2 separate regions of the Anas platyrhynchos genome follow, and region 2 is linked to region 1. Evidence: chromatin contacts called from public Hi-C data. All regions are on one chromosome and are shown on one strand. Each heading gives the region's core, a stretch centred on a gene start, on an enhancer-like site or on the middle of the called end of the contact. The rest is flanking DNA. Distances are from core to core; before and after follow the strand shown.

What was found. Hi-C and Micro-C count contacts between places; a contact is called where the count stands out from the background.
Region 2: a contact with region 1 is called in a Hi-C map of liver, with 3 times the contacts expected there. The contact joins the promoter of ACSS2 here to the enhancer-like site in region 1. A contact is called at or near these places in 2 of 8 Hi-C or Micro-C datasets (liver and subcutaneous adipose tissue).

The regions. Positions count from the first base shown.
Region 1 is chr21:6,044,238-6,047,471 of IASCAAS_PekinDuck_T2T, forward strand. GSS (glutathione synthetase) reads left to right here. Exons shown (of 12, transcript XM_027442832.3): 7 at 144-221; 8 at 1,294-1,360; 9 at 1,922-2,116; 10 at 2,296-2,377; 11 at 2,575-2,764; 12 at 2,881-3,234. The coding sequence ends at 3,004. Among named protein-coding and RNA genes, the nearest start is that of GSS, 4.0 kb to the left of the region's middle. Within about 2 kb of position 1,609, at least 1 of the 8 cell types and tissues checked has an H3K27ac peak or open chromatin away from gene starts, as enhancers often do.
Region 2 is chr21:6,078,707-6,081,940 of IASCAAS_PekinDuck_T2T, forward strand. ACSS2 (acyl-CoA synthetase short chain family member 2) reads right to left here and starts at 1,774. Exons shown (of 19, transcript XM_027442829.3): 1 at 1,584-1,774; 2 at 1,277-1,472. The coding sequence starts at 1,707.

The DNA of each region.
Region 1 (3,234 bases), core at 359-2,858:
GCTGCTGTGACCTGCCTGCTCCGTGGAGAGTGTGCCGAGGTGTTGGGGAAGGAGCAGCAGCTCCGTGCTGCTTCCAGCTGAGGTTTCCTCCCCACGTGCCTCCGTGCCCAGCCCGCTGTGTGACCATCCCGCTCCTCTTTTAGGAACATTCGGGTCATCAGGAAGCGCTTCCGAGACGTGTTTGAGAAGGGCTCCCTGGACGAAGCCAGGAGGCTGTACATGTGAGTACGAGCTGTGTGTGCACTTAGGGTTGTGCCTGGCAGTGTTGGTGACAGTTCTGGGTGTAAATAGTGGCATTGTGAGATGTGCTGCTGCTCCAGGCTGCTGCCGCTAATTCCCCTTAGAGCTGAAACGATTTTGTTTTTGCTGTGCTAGGATTTTGCACACACCCATCAGTCCCTTACAGCTGGAAACCCCATTTCCCTCCTCCAAACCACAGCCTCCTGAGCTCCGCGTGCTCCCCTCTCCCCCCACGTACACATGCAGGGAGAAACCCTGGCTCTTGCAGAGGTTTCCACCGGGATGCTTCCTGCTGAGCCTCCACGTGATGCCGTGCGGGCGGCAGGGCTGGGTTACCCGTGCAGAGGAAGTGAAGTCCCGCGAGTCCTTGCGGCCTCCCTTGGCTCTGAGCGCCCTCAGGGTCTCGTCCGTGCCTGCAGCTGATCCCAGGCTCATCGCTCGTCCCGTTCCCAGGCTGTTGTGCTTGGAGCCGCACGAGGCGCATTGGTTGCCTGCCCATGTTTTTCCTCTTGTTAGCTGATTTTTTAATTTTATTTTTCCATGCTCTGACCTTTGGCACCTCTGCCATGTTTAACTACTGAGCGTTTGTCATCGCCAGACAGTTAAGGGGAAAGTATCTGCAGACGCTTCCTGCAGAGCATCCTGCCTGGCTGCGGAGGCGGTTACGGCGTGCTGCCTGCCCGCGGCAGTGTCCGTGCTGCCTTCCCTGCCCGCGCTCCGCTGCTGCGGCTCGGTGCGTGGCACTGCGGCTGCTCTGGGGCAGGTTGCTGTGTCCTGCCTGGAATCGCCAGCCAGGAAGGATCCCCTTCCTCCCCAGCTGCAGGAATGCAAGGCTACTAAAAAATGAGGTTCTTGCCTCCCTCCTGGGTTGGCTGCCTGAGTTACCGGGACGTTGGTTAGGGCAGAGGCCTGGTGCCAGCTCCCCGTGCCGCAGGCGCTCTCGAGGAGGAGCAGAGCAGCTCGGGAGGCCAAGCAGAAGGGGCGATCGCCATCCGAGCCCTGGCAGCCCCCTTGGTGGCTGCTGGCTCTGATGGCTGCTGCTTTCTGTTCCAGGGATGGCCAGGAGGTAGCAGTGGTGTACTACAGAGAGGGCTACGTGCCGACAAACTACAATCAGCAGGTCAGCACCCACTGCTCGCTCCCAGAAGCTCTGTGGCAGTGCCAGAGGGTTTGAAACACCCTGTGGTCCTGTCCCGGGTGGGTCAGGCCCATCCAAGCGGCTTTGGGAAGCTGACACATCTTTGCTGCTCGTGCAGTGCTCCTGTAATAAGAAAAAGGAGTGGGTTTCTCCAGTCACCACTCGTGTGGTCACCCCCTGTCTGCAGCACCGAGCTGTGGCTGTGTGATACGGGTTAACATTGATTAGTGCCTGCTTAAAGCATTTAGGCTTGAACTACAAATAATTTTCTGCCCTAAACTATGCACTAGGACTGTTGGCTGCAGGTGGTAATGACACAGGGCAGATGGTGCTGTTGGCTGAAAATGCTGGGGAGGGGAGTGCAGGGGAAGGCAACGGGGCAGCCTGGCTGTGCTGCTCCCCGGGGCAGTGGCAGGCCCACGTGTGCCTCTCTCCCCATGCCATTCCCGTCCCTGCCAGGCAGGGCTGGTGCCTGTCAAAAAATGAAGAGCAAGGGAGAGAGAACCTGGCTGTGATGGGCCGGTCGCTCTCCCTCTCTCTCAGAACTGGGAGGCGCGGTTGCTGCTGGAGAGGTCGAGGGCAGTGAAGTGCCCCGACATCGCCACCCAGCTGGCCGGCACCAAGAAGGTGCAGCAGGAGCTGAGCCGCCCGGGGACCCTGGAGAAGCTGCTGCCCGGCCGCACCGAGGCCATTGCTCGCATCCGAGCCACGTTCGCCGGGCTCTACTCACTGGATGTGGTGAGTGGGGTGGGAGTGAGGGTGCGGGCGCGCTCTTGGCATGTGTGGTGCTCCTCCTTGGTTAGAAACACGAGGGGGCCTCGCTGTGGCCTCGGGACCCTGGTTATCCTGCTCACAGCAGCCCATCGAGGAGCTCCTGCTCCTCCCTGATGTGTTGCTGTTGCTTTCTTTCCTGCCAGGGTGAGGAGGGTGACAAGATAGCTGCTACGGCTATCGCCAACCCCGACCAGTTTGTGCTGAAGCCGCAGCGGGAAGGCGGAGGTAGGAGCTGCAGGGGGGCCTTGGTGTGGCTCAGGGCTCAGCGTGGAGCTGCTTTGGCCACGGGGACAGGTCATGGTGCTGAGGGAGCTCCAGGTCCCAGAGCTGGGGGAATCACGGGCAGCGCTGCATCTGCTCGGGCTGCTGGGGCAAACGGTTTCTGCGCTGGGAAGCTCCTGACCTGCCCATCCTGTGCTCAGGGAACAACCTCTATGGCGAGGAGCTCAGGCAGGTGCTGGAGAAGATCAAAGACAGCCCTGAGAGAACCTCCTACATCCTGATGGATAAGATCCAGCCCCAGCCAACAAGGAATTACTTGCTGAGGGCTCACAGTCCCCTAAAAGCATCCGAGTGCGTCTCAGAGCTTGGGATCTTTGGCGTTTATGTCAGGTGAGTTTATGTCAGCGCCCCAGCCAGGAACAGGAACAGGGCTCAAACTGTCCCGGGTGGTGGAAAGGCCGCGGGCTTTCTGCTCCAGTGCTGCCCAGCTGCCCTTCTCTCCGCAGGCAGGGCAAGGAGCTGGTGATGAACGAGGCGGCCGGCCACCTCCTGCGGACGAAGGCCGTGGAGCACGCGGACGGCGGGGTGGCGGCCGGGGTGGCCGTGCTGGACACCCCCTACCTGGTGTGAGCGCCCCGCTGCTGCGCTGCCCGCGGGGCCGAGCTGCTTTCCTCGGGGTGCACTCACCAGGGGACGGGCTGGGGTCGGCCCTGGGCTGTGCAGGGGGTTGGGGTGTCCCCTCAGGGTCTGTGCAGGGCCGGAGCGTGGCCCTGCCCTGCCCTGCCCCAAATTTGTGCTGGCCCCGGGTTCCTGCTGCACTGTTTGCAGGCACCAAAACCCAAAGCCCAGGGAAGGGGAGG
Region 2 (3,234 bases), core at 524-3,023, 35 kb after region 1:
TGCTGCCACACCTTTACCAGAATGAGTTTACAAAGGTGTTTTCATTCAGAAGTTGAAGTCATTTTTACAGCTGAGTGAGCTGGCACATGTGTTTGACTAGCAGGGAAGTAAATACTTCCCACCATTTCACCTGTGTACTGTCATCACTAGGATTATTTGCTGGGCAGTAAGTGCAATTTTCTTTCGCTGAAGCAGCGGTTGGATGGATAGAAACAGCTTTCACAAACCCAGTTTTACAAATGCAGCCACAACAACACTTTATGAGCGTGTTTCTCTTTGCAGTAGAGTAGCCACAAACCACCTGAAGGTAACAGCCACACACGGTGGGGACGACTCTTCAGCTGCACCCAATTACTTCGAGAAGGCCCGCTGATCACTGTTACAGCACCTGGTGCTTTTTGCTTCAGCGAGGGTAAGACTTCCACAGAAGCCTCTCTGAAGGGACTCAGATTAACCCAAATTACTGCATCCTAACAAGCTGCATATGCTTCATTTTGATTCTGCACTGCCCCATGCAGTCGGGGAAACACGGATGCAGAGTAAACACACACTAATTGGAGGGAGCAGCCAAACAGGGGTGGGCAAAGCACTGCTCTCAACCTGGGTGCACAGCTGTGATGCCAGCTGAGCTCCTCCTGCAGTGGAGCAGTGGTTCTAGATCTCACATATCACTAGAGAAGCTTGTTTGGTATCAATATGAAAAATTCAGCTCTGCAGAGCTTTTCAAACTATGAACTACTCCGGGGGGTAGAAAAAAATACAAGCATGTTTCAGATAAGCCTGGAAGTTAACTTTTCTTCCCGAAGGTAAGGTCTGAAAAGCCAGCCTTTTGGACAGCATCACATCACATGTGCTCGAGTGCAAGGAGTCAATACAGAAGGTTTGGGAAAGTGCCTTTCTGCCACAGGAATGGAAGCCTGCCAGACCCACAGAACACAGCAACAGGCTTAATTTGCTTTCTGACTGTGGATGTTGGCTGTTCCTCACCCTGTTTCTTCCACCCCTGTCTTCCCACTGCCCAGGGGCGTTGTGGCACCTGCCAGGAGCGCACCCGGTGGCTCGCAGCAGGGACAGCCGGGAGCCCCCCGGCACCACCCCATGCTGGGCAGTGCAGCTCGGCCACACCAGCGAGCAAACACCTGCTGTACCTGTGCCAAGATTAAAGCCTCTCAGGTTTTATCGTGTTTTAATTCACCTCGACAGCAATCCACACCGGTTGCACGCTCCTGCGTTATGCTCACACACGTCCCACATCACAATAAAAACGGGCATTTACCAGTAAAAAGCGACCTTGTCGCCGAGCTTCTTCTCGCCGACATTCCTATCCAGGAGGTTGTAGCAGATGTTGGTCGTCGCCCCCTTCATCCACTCGATGAAGATCTTCCCCTTGGTCACATCGAAGTTGTACTTGAGGAAGGGCCCCGGGTGCTGGCGCTTCCAGTAGAACTCCTTGGCGATGTCGCCCCAGAACTCTGCAACGCCGGAGCCCGATGTTAAAAACAACCGGACCGCAGCGCGGCCGCCCCCTCCCGCTCCCCCCTCACCGAGGCCGCAGCCCCCGGGTCCCATCCCCGTCCCCTCACCCTGCGGCTCCTCCACGGAGCGCTGGTAGAGGCGCTCGTAGTGGGGCAGCGAGGGGACGTGAGCCGCCGGCAGCAGCTCGGGCCGCGGCGGGTAGAGCCGGGCCTGCTCCTCGGGCTGCACCATGGCGGGCGCCGCCGGCTCTGAGCGGGAGGGCGCCGCCGAGCCCGCTTCAAAGCGGCGCGGAGCCGGGGGCGGGGACCGGCAACGGGGACGGGGACGGGGACGGCGGCGGGGACCGCCCCGCACCGCCCCTCAGCCCCCGCCCGCAGCCCCGGGGCTGGCGTGGGCAGAGTGCGGTCGCCCGCAGGCGGCTTGGTGGCCTCCCGTCAGCCGTGTGGCCCTGTCATGAGCTGTGTCCCCGTCAGCCGCTATGTCCCTGTCAGCCACTATGTCCCCCTGTCAGCCATGTCTTCCCGTCAGTGGAGCCCACCCAGTCAGCCGTGTCCCCCTGTCACTGCTGTCCCCACACCAGTGTCATCCCCCCACGCCATCAGTGTGCCCCCCGTTAGCAGTGCTGCCCCTTCAGTGCCATCTCTGCCATCAGCAGTGTCCCCACGAGCCGTGTCCCCTCAGGGCCAGGTCTCCCCTTGCCAGGCACAGGGTGCTGTGGCTGAGAACCCTCTTCAAATCCTCCTTCACCCACCCCAAAAGCACTCAGAGGACAAGCCCCTGCAGCCCGTGCTGGGGCAGAAGGTTGGACCCTGAGGAACCAGTCCGATTCTCTGCTCTGAGGGATTGGAGCTGGTTCCTACCTCAGTAGATCCATTCTCATCTCAGTCCTTAATATTTCCTGCCTTGAGCTGGGATGTCCTGATTGCATTGCCCGGGCAGGCTGCTGAAACCTTGAAGATCCCTTTTGCAGTGAGGAATACCATCCCTCCGAGACAACTCCACCGTGTCTGTGGAGCCATTCCCTCCAGAGACATGGGCAATTTCTGTGGTAGTTTGGGCTGGGGGCCAGGAGCACTCAGAAGATAAAAATCCAGAATCTCGAACTTGGCACGTATTCCTGTCAGCAATTAGCTCCAGCCTATTCTGGGATCCTTGCTGTTTTCCATGTTTTACGCACTCCCTGGGAGTATCATGTTGCTGTGTGCTACAGGAACACAAACCCACAGCTTCCCAGCCCAGGCTCCCTGCACAGGCAGATGTGACACAGATACGGCCAAACTCTGCGAGGTGCCTCCTGCACCAGCCAGCACTATTGTTTCCTCCGAGCTCCCTATTACAAAAAGATGTTTCTGGAGAAAAACTGAATTCATCCCTGCAACCTGGGCACCCTGGCATGGGTGTTTTAGGAGCTATGGGAATTATGACACCCCATGGAGTTGTGGGCCAGGCACAGCCCCAGGAGCTCTGGGGTACACATTGCACATTGCTCAGCTGCTTCAGCTGGAAAGTGCACTGGTCCTGTCCTGCAAAGAGGGCCAGTGTACCCCATTTACACTTAGCCCGACACTTCCAAAGTCTTTCAGAAGCCACCTCACACCACACCTTTGTCATTATGAACTGCCAGCCCTCAGTGTTAGCAGCCTCGGTCTGGAGGATTTTGCATTTACAGGCAGGGCTTGGTGGTTCCCTGACGAACCTCCAGGTGCCCTGACACTGCAGGAAGAAGTGCTTTGCAGGTTTATTTGCCCAGCTGAAATG